Regions from separate parts of the Sus scrofa genome. Here all the other regions are linked to region 3. The links are chromatin contacts, called in public HiChIP or PLAC-seq maps. All regions are on one chromosome and are shown on one strand. Each heading gives the region's core, a stretch centred on a gene start, on an enhancer-like site or on the middle of the called end of the contact. The rest is flanking DNA. Distances are from core to core; before and after follow the strand shown. Region 1 overlaps BTBD9 (BTB domain containing 9). Region 2 overlaps BTBD9 (BTB domain containing 9). Region 3 overlaps BTBD9 (BTB domain containing 9).

Region 1 (3,036 bases), core at 522-3,021, 78 kb before region 3:
AAATAAGAAACAGGAAAAAACAGAGTTCCTATTGTGGCACAGCAGATATGAATCCGACTAGTAACCGTATCTAAAAAATAAATAAATAGGAAGAACCAGCAGGAAAAAAGAGCAGGAAATTCCTCTACATTTTGGGTGTGGAGAAATGTTTCCTAAGTAACTAAAATCCAGAAGCATAAGGGAAAAAGACTGGGATACTTGACTATATAAAAAATAAAATTCTACATAGAAAAAAAAAAAGGCAACAAAACTCCATAAGCAAAAGTACAAATAACAAATTAATAAAAAAAAATCCTCAACTCCTATTATAACAGACGTTAATATTCCTAACATCTAAAGAACTCCTAAAATAAAAAAGAACTAAAACTCATGTAAAAAACTGGGAGAGGTGAGCAGAGTTTGCAAAACGAAAACCTGCCAAGCCTCCCCAGAACCTGAAGATATGTTCAATTTCTCCAGTGGCCCAATAAGAAAAATAAAGATCTCTCATCCACCAGATTTCCAAAAGTTTGAAAAGCATGCTCTTGGCAAGGTTCTGGGGAAACATGCCACGCATGTGTTGCAGGTAAACACTGCTTTGAGGGGACATTTGATGGAGAGGATGAGATCTTGCTACCATGTGACAGGTATTACAGGACAAGCAGTCATTTGGGTTACATAAAAAATTTCACAGTTGCGGAGTTCCCGTCGTGGCGCAGTGGTTAACGAATCCGACTAGGAACCATGAGGTTGCGGGTTCGATCCCTGCCCCTGCTCAGTGGGTTAAGGATCCGGCGTTGCCGTGAGCTGTGGTGTAGGTCGCAGATGCGGCTTGGATCCTGCGTTGCTGTGGCTCTGGCGTAGGCTGGCGGCTACAGCTCCGATTAGACCCCTAGCCTGGGAACCTCCATATGCCGCGGGAGCGGCCCAAAGAAATAGCAAAAAAAAAAAAGACAAAAAAAAAAAAAATTTCACAGTTGGAAATTTTGTCAATTGCCTTAGAAATTCCCAGTCCAGCCACTGCACATGGCTGTATATTTCCCATGGGCTACACAAAGTAGCTCCCATTGGGGTTGCTCAATGCATGGCCCTGCTACCAACCACCTAGCCCTTGGGAAATCATTTATTGCTACCAAACTCTTATTTATTTATTTATTTTTTTGCTTTTTAGGGCCGCACTCGTGGCTTATGGAGGTTCCCAGGCTAGGGGCTGAAGTGGAGCTGCAGCTGCTGGCCTACACCACAGCCACAGCAATGCCAGATTCCCAACCCACTGAGCAAGGCCAGGGATCGAACCTGTGTCCTCATGGATGCTAGTCAGATTCATCAACCACTGAGCCACGATGGGAACTCCACCAAACTCTTAAACAGCTGGAGGAAATAGCCCTCTTTTAAAAAGCTTTCTTTCTCGAAGTTAGACTCCTACCCAACCACGTGGTGGCCTGGGTGGAGGAGAGGGCATACGGACAACACACACTTATACTCACTGTAGCCAAGGGTAAACGTGGATCGGGTGTGGACAGGGCTTCCTTCCTGTTTGTCAAGAGCAGCTGGTGATAGGGATTTTTATGGGAAATTCCCCAATTTTTAAGAGCAAAAATTCAATTACGATGCCTTTACAATGTACAGGCCATGCAAAAATGCCACTGTTCAGACCTCCAGTCTGCAAGCTTTATTTTAGATTTTTCAGAGGGCTTATTTTTTAAAGAATTAATCATCTGGGTTGTTCTCCAGACCAGCAATTACTCATCACTTGTCAAAATACAGAGATCAAAAAGGAACATAATTTTCTGAGAATATGATGTGACTAGTGGATAGTGTGACATGTTAGTTTTATGTGTCATTTTCCTTTATAAGCATTCTAGAAGCTTCATTCTTTAGAAAAAAAAAAAAAAAAAAGCATAGAAAAAGAGCAGTGCACCATCCTATGCTGGAACTTGCCCACAGTCACAGAGCTACTTTTTTTTTTCTTTTGTTTAATTAAACAGAGTTCAGAGTAGAAGCCACTCCTTGATGCCTGATTCAGTCTTTCTGTCCCACTGTGTGAATTTCAAGAAGCTCCCCATCTATAAAATGGGAATAATAATATAGTATTTACTTGATGGGGTGGCTGTGAAGATAGAACAACCAGGTATCTGTCGTGTTCTGCACAATGCCTGGCTCACAGATAAACTTAACAAAGTGACAAATACTGTGGTAGCTACGAGGCCAGCTATAAGCATACTTAACATTCATACAGTACAGAATACCTCCAAATTTCATCAAAGTTTAGGTATCACATTTATTAACTCCTCTTTTTATTCGTGGCCTATCACTGAAGGAGACTCAACAACTGTCAAAATTTGTCATTTCAGAAACATAGTCATTGCTATTCAGTGCCTGGTATTTGTCTAGGTGTTCATTTTAAGTGGATTGTTTGATGATATGTTGTAATACCTTCCCCACTATCTGGAATAGGAAGACATCTGTAATTACTGGGGTCATCCAGAAGCTACTCCCTAGGTTTTTTTTTACAGCTATCTTTTGTGCTCCATGGCATCTCAAAAATAATAGCTAATAGTGGCTCTACCAATAAATTTTACTAATTCTTTGAATAATAGAGGATGCAAGTCACAAGGCCCTGCTGATTCGAGTTCATCATTTTTCCCAACCATTGTTTTTTTTTTATAAAACCTTTTCTCAAGCTTATATCCTCCCTCTGGCTACTGCCCTTTCTCTTTCCTTTCTTTCACATCAATCTCTACTTTTCCTCTCCCCATTTATTCCTCAGTGTGCTGCCACTGGCCTGCCGCCCCCACCAGGCTACTGGATCTGTTCAGATATTTTTTAGTCCAGCTGACTGCTGTGCATTCTTCTGTGACACCATTCTTTCTTTTGATTCTTCCTGCCTCTTCCTTTGCTTGTTGTCAGTATCTTACTCTTTGATGTATGATCCTTTTCCTTTATTTTGTTCCCTAAACACAGGTGTTCTCCAAGAGTTCCACCTGGCCTCCTCTTGTTTTTACTCTGTACACCCATCCTAGGCAACCTCATTTGTAATCATTACTTCAGCTACTA
Region 2 (2,906 bases), core at 191-2,690, 95 kb before region 3:
GCCTATTATCTCCTCAGCACTAAGTTATGCCCTGGGATATTGAAATGAAAAGACCAGGGCACTGTTCTCCAAGAGTTCAGAGTCCAATAGAAGAGACAGATGTCTGTTGGGTCATCCCTCCATCATTCACCCATCCCTTCCTTTAACTTTCTAACCAATGACTATTTACTGTGAACCTACAATGTGTTGCCAAGTGTTGTGCTGAGCACTGGAGATGTGGCAATGAACAGAAAGACATGGTCTCCGTCTTCGAGAACTCAGACTCTAAGGGGGGAGATAAGCCAGTTAACAGGCAACTCCGAAAAAACGTATAGGCGCTGTAGCAGCAGGACAGGGTACTCTGATGGGATGGAAGAAGGGTGTCCTTGGTGGTGGTGGTGGTAGTGGTGGTGATGGTAGGGTAGGGATTATACGGGCAAAGAGAATGCTTCTCACAGTAAGTAGCATAAGATTTAGAAAGGCAAACAAGGAGAAGAGAAACAGAAAACTCTTTCGAGTAAGAGAGAATAATATGTGAGAATGCCCAGCAGTAAGTCAGAGCAAGTCAGGGCATGCTAAAGGAAATTCTATAGATGTGTGGAGCCAGCCTCCAACATGGCCCCAGTGGTTGTCTTCTGCTATTCACATCCTTGTGTGGTTCCCTCCCATACCAATAGGGTAGCATGGAAATGAGGATATGTGACTTTTGAGGCTAGGCTAAAGAGAAAGAAAACATTACGGCTTATACTTTGCTCTCTCTTGGACCACTTTCTCGGCAGGAAGACAGCCACCGGCAGTTCTCTAGAGAAGCCAATAAGGAGAGAAATGAAGGCCTCTGCTAATAGCCAGTGTCAACTTGCTGGCCATGCAAGTGGCCACTTTAGAAGTGAATTACCTAAGCCTAGTCAAGCCTTCAAATGACTACAGCCCTGCTGACATCTTGACTAAAATCCTGTAGGAGACCTCAAGCTGGAACTATCCAGTTAAGCTACTTTCAAATTTCTAACCTATAACAACTGTGAGATAATACATGTTTATTGTTAAGTCACAATGTTTGAGATAGTTTGTTACCCAACAGGTAAGGAACACACAGTTTTCAAGATGGGAGGGAGGTAGTTGAGGCCAGAGGCTAGAAAGGTAGTTGGGGCCACATCGAGTACAACTTTAAACAAAATGGGTGTTGAACTTTATCCTGAAAACAATGGGGAGTCACTGGAGGTTTTGAAATAGGAAAATGATAGAGGTAGGTTTGCGTTTAGCAAGAACATTTGGCTACAGTATGGAAAATGGACTGGAGAGAGAGAAAACCAATATCAAAAAGCTCAGTCAGTTATTGATACAAACTTGGTGTTGATTCAAAGATTCTTTCAAGCTCCAACTTTCTCATTAAGCCATGCTGAGTCACCCTTCCACTTGTGGATTTGGATAAAATGTCACACTGCTTTCTGAACAGTTGTCAAAGGGTTAGAGGAAGTGCAGAGAAGTCGGCTTCCCATGGAGTCCCATGATCAATGGGAAAGAGAAGAGGGAGGGAACTGTGTCTGCTGAAGGACCTGTGCGTCTCTGCAGTGGCTGTGAGGTGGGGCCAGCATGGTAATGCCTTGCATCATTTCTCCTTATCTGACCTTTACCTTCATCACTCCAGGCTGGAACCTACCAAAGACAATGTCAGCACTTGAATCCTTGCTTCAGATTCTGTATTTTATAGCTATGATGGTGAATATAGTAGCCACTAGCCAAAGTTGGGAGACATGCAGCTAAGCCAAATTGAGATGTGATGCAAGTATAAAATTCCGATTTTTGAAGCCTTAGTATTTAAAAAATTAATAATTTTTAAATTGGAAAATGTGGTATATATAAACAATGAAATCTTAGTCTCCACCTTAAAATATAAGAGAATCCTGCCATTTGTGATAACATGGATGAACTTGGAGGACATTATGCTAAGAAGGACCAATACTACATCATATAAATTATAGGAGAATCTAAACAGTCCGACTCATACAGAGTAAAACAGTAGTTGCCAGGGGCTGGAGGAGGGGAAATGGGATGGTAGTAGTCAGGGGTACAAAGTTTCGGTTTATAAGACAAATAAAACCTAGAGATTTACTATATATATAGCACAGTGCCTATAGTTAATAATACTGTATTTGCTATACTTAAATATTTGCTAGAAAGAGTAGATCTTATGTTAGGTGTTCTTACCATTATCATTACCATATCAGTAACAACAACAATAATAAATAGAGAATAAGTAGGAAAGTTTTGGAGGAGATGTATATGTTTACGGCATAGATTTTCATGTCATAGATACATATACTATTTTTTTTTTTTAAATCTTTTCTAGGGCCACACCCACGGCACATGGAGGTTCCCAAGCTAGGGATCCAATCAGAGCTGTAGCTGCCGGCCTACGCCAGAGACACACCAATATCAGATCCAAGCTGCATCTGCAACCTATACCACAGCTCATGGCAACACCGGATCCTTAAGCCACTGAGCGAGGCCAGGGATTGAACCCTCAACCCCATGGTTCCTAGTCAGATTCGTTGACCACTGAGCTATTACAGGAACTCCATAGATACATATACAATATAAACTTAACTTCCAAACTTACCAGGTTGTATTAACTGTGTATAGCTTTTTGAATGTCCAACCTCAAAGAGGGTTAAAAATATAATAAATAGTTTCAAATATTGATTATATGTTGAATTAATTTATTTGTTTTTGGACAAGCTTTTGATCTTTTCTATGATTTTTATTTTTCCCCTTATAGTTCATTTACAGTGTTCTGTCAATTTCTACTGTACAGCAAAGTGATCCACTCATACATATATACATACATTCTTTTTCCATATTATCCTCCATCACAAGTGACTGAATACAGTTCCCAGTGGTATACAGCAGGACCTCACTGCCCATCCACT
Region 3 (2,752 bases), core at 111-2,610:
CAATGTGCATTTTGATTATGGAATTAAATTTAAGCTTTCAATTTAAGATTTCATATACAAAATAAAATAGTGCCACTATTATAAAGGATTACATGATTACATAAATAGGAGGAGTTGAGCAATTCTGTTTATAGGTGTTTTTTAAAACCAAGACAACATTTTTTCCCCAAGACAATACACATCAAAGATTTAACCTAAAAAGAATGAGATACTCCTGCATTTTTAACCCTTTGAAAACTGTCCAGGTTATAGAGAAAACTTCTGTAGCGTTTAGAATAACAACAAAGTATGCAGTGACCTAACAATTACTTTGAATACATGACATGTATCACAATTACAGTGGGTAAAATTGCTCCTTCCTCTGGCACCCTGGAAGAGCAATGTTTAACAAGAAAGAATTATTTATGCCTACAAACAGAGAACTGTAATGGGCCGTTTTACTGTAACACATCACAGCAGTACAAGCAAGCTGCCAGAAAGGTGTTACCTGGTTTTGACTTATACTCCTCTGATTTCCAAGACCAGACTAAAGCTTTGAAAACAGCAGGGGCTTTGGTTTTGTTTTTCATTATTACTGAGAGTCAGTGGCAATGAAAGCTGTGCTGATGGGTCTTCAGGTAAGAATACTGAGGTTCCACCATTTCCTGCTGAAAATGAGTTTTCACCAACTGCCAGGACTAGGGACGTCAACACCTACTTCCATTTTTCTCCCTCTGCTTAAGTGCTTATAGTGATTTAGTGATGTTAATCATCACTACATTCATTTCTGGAACAATAAAGTAATGCTAGGAAGCTCCTATCATAATGCATTGCAAAGTTTTCAGAGGAGAAACGAGCTACAGTTCATCAGTTTTGCTACCAACCGTAGCAGTGGGTATACTGAAATCAAATTAGCTACAGAAATAGCAGGGAGGGTAAAACATGTAGGGGGGCACCAAGCAGGGCTGAGGGGGGACAGAAGAGAGATCAGACCAGGCCAGAGGGAAACTTCTCTACAGTCTGATGACGCAACACAACAGGGAAATTGGTTTTAGTGTTTCAAACTTCAATTAGTCACATTAATTAATGCTAAAAACAATGTTAACAGTACATCATTTTCATCAAGTTAAATAAAGGATTATACACATTTGAGTAAATTACAAGCATTAAACATTTAAATAACTTGAAATGAAGCCATTACTGTCATTCAAACAAGTTTCTACAGCTAAAGGCTGAATGTTAAGTATGAACTGATTTGGCATTACAAGAATATAAATCCTTTATCTTTTTAGTAAGAACAAATGAAGAGATTTGACGACTTCTGACTTTAGTGAGTGGTTTGCAGTAACATAGCGCCCTCCAGTGGTCAGAGGCTCAAGATACAATTTCTAAAGGCCAAAGTTCAGTAGCCAATTTTGTTCCATTTTGAATGGTGATAATACACCTTAGTCATTGTTGTTTTAAGACAATTGTTTAATCACAGCACATATTTTCAACACCTGACCATCTTTCCATTGACAGATTTCCTTCACCAAATTCAAAGCTTTTTTTTTTTTCTTCAAATTTAAATCTAATTTGTTCCTGAGAAGTGTTCTGGAGATTAAAAAAAAAAAAAAAAATCAAAGCAAATCCTTACACTGACATACACAGTTTCAATGATGAGTACACTGTTTTCTATAAACTTAGAATAATGGGAGATGGTATTAATTTTTACATGTTAAAATTTAAGCTCTATCTAGAGTGTGAGATTGTAAACATCTCTTTTGCTTGTTATACAAGACAATAAGTACATAAGGAAAGTTCAAAATTACAGAGATGCCTTTTACTCATTTTTGTATATATGTGAACATCTCTGTTTTTAAGTAACTATAGAAGGTTCATTGTATTTACATACCTTTTTCATCATTATAACTCTTATTAGAATAGATCCAAATTTAAGGGCTCCAAATATTATTCTGAAGAAACTGGAAAAGAAATTTACCCTTACAGGTTATTTAAAAAGCTCCCTTAGGCCAATCTATAGTGCTTCCATTCTTAAAAATATACGTATTTCTTATATGAAAAGAGATTATAATTCTATTTATAATAACCTAAAACATGAATTAAATTATTATAATACTCTTGGTTTTTCTATGGTGGCAACTGCATGGTATGAAAGTACTGCCCCAGACCCTACAGCAAATAGTTGCTAGGCAGAATAAGGTAGTTATTTTCAAAATAATAATGATCGTCTCATTAATTTTTTTTTCTTTTGCCTACCCAAAGATGAGAAAAGTTTGAACATGTTTTTGAAAGGATCGTGCATTTCATTGGAAACAACAAAAGCAGCTCAATGTAAAGAGATATGACTTTGGATTTTGACTCCACCACCACAGACCGTGGTGCAAACAACATCTCTGTGCCTTCGTTTGTTCATCTACAAAATAGAGATAATTGTTCCCACCTCGTGGGAACCTTCTGAGGATTCGGTATAACTAGGCAAGCAGAATCCTCAGCCCAGTGCCTGCCTCTAGAGATCCTCAAGAACGCCATTCCTACCCCTGCAAGAACGCGGAAGACCTATTTCCCATCTTCTCCCTAGGTCTAGGAGGACTGGAACCAGATCAGGAGATAGGGAGTCATATGGATGAGTCCACAAAACCCAGTGTGACCTTGCAGGCAGATCTGGAGGTGGCTGGGACAGCAGAGAGGAGGGGCAATATCAGAGCCCCACAGGGATGGGGATGGTGGCTGAGAGACGAGGCTGTGCTCATGAATAAGAATGGCTTACTTA

Evidence for each region. HiChIP or PLAC-seq counts read pairs in DNA pulled down with a chosen protein or histone mark.
Region 1: a contact with region 3 is called in an H3K27ac HiChIP or PLAC-seq map of alveolar macrophages. The contact joins two enhancer-like sites. A contact is called at or near these places in 1 of 5 promoter capture datasets (liver), 4 of 47 Hi-C or Micro-C datasets (liver and skeletal muscle) and 1 of 2 datasets of contacts at active chromatin or transcription factors (alveolar macrophages).
Region 2: an H3K27ac HiChIP or PLAC-seq map of alveolar macrophages shows a contact between it and region 3. The contact joins two enhancer-like sites. A contact is called at or near these places in 1 of 47 Hi-C or Micro-C datasets (brain) and 1 of 2 datasets of contacts at active chromatin or transcription factors (alveolar macrophages).

The regions. Positions count from the first base shown.
Region 1 is chr7:33,926,145-33,929,180 of Sscrofa11.1, forward strand. All of the region lies in intron 6 of BTBD9 (BTB domain containing 9), which reads right to left. Among named protein-coding and RNA genes, the nearest start is that of BTBD9, 190 kb to the right of the region's middle. Within about 2 kb of position 1,772, at least 1 of the 83 cell types and tissues checked has an H3K27ac peak or open chromatin away from gene starts, as enhancers often do. A contact at or near this core is called in alveolar macrophages, where this site is marked.
Region 2 is chr7:33,908,876-33,911,781 of Sscrofa11.1, forward strand. The region is part of intron 6 of BTBD9 (BTB domain containing 9); the gene reads right to left. Among named protein-coding and RNA genes, the nearest start is that of BTBD9, 210 kb to the right of the region's middle. Within about 2 kb of position 1,441, at least 2 of the 83 cell types and tissues checked have an H3K27ac peak or open chromatin away from gene starts, as enhancers often do. A contact at or near this core is called in alveolar macrophages, where this site is marked.
Region 3 is chr7:34,004,366-34,007,117 of Sscrofa11.1, forward strand. All of the region lies in intron 6 of BTBD9 (BTB domain containing 9), which reads right to left. Among named protein-coding and RNA genes, the nearest start is that of BTBD9, 120 kb to the right of the region's middle. Within about 2 kb of position 1,361, at least 4 of the 83 cell types and tissues checked have an H3K27ac peak or open chromatin away from gene starts, as enhancers often do. A contact at or near this core is called in alveolar macrophages, where this site is marked.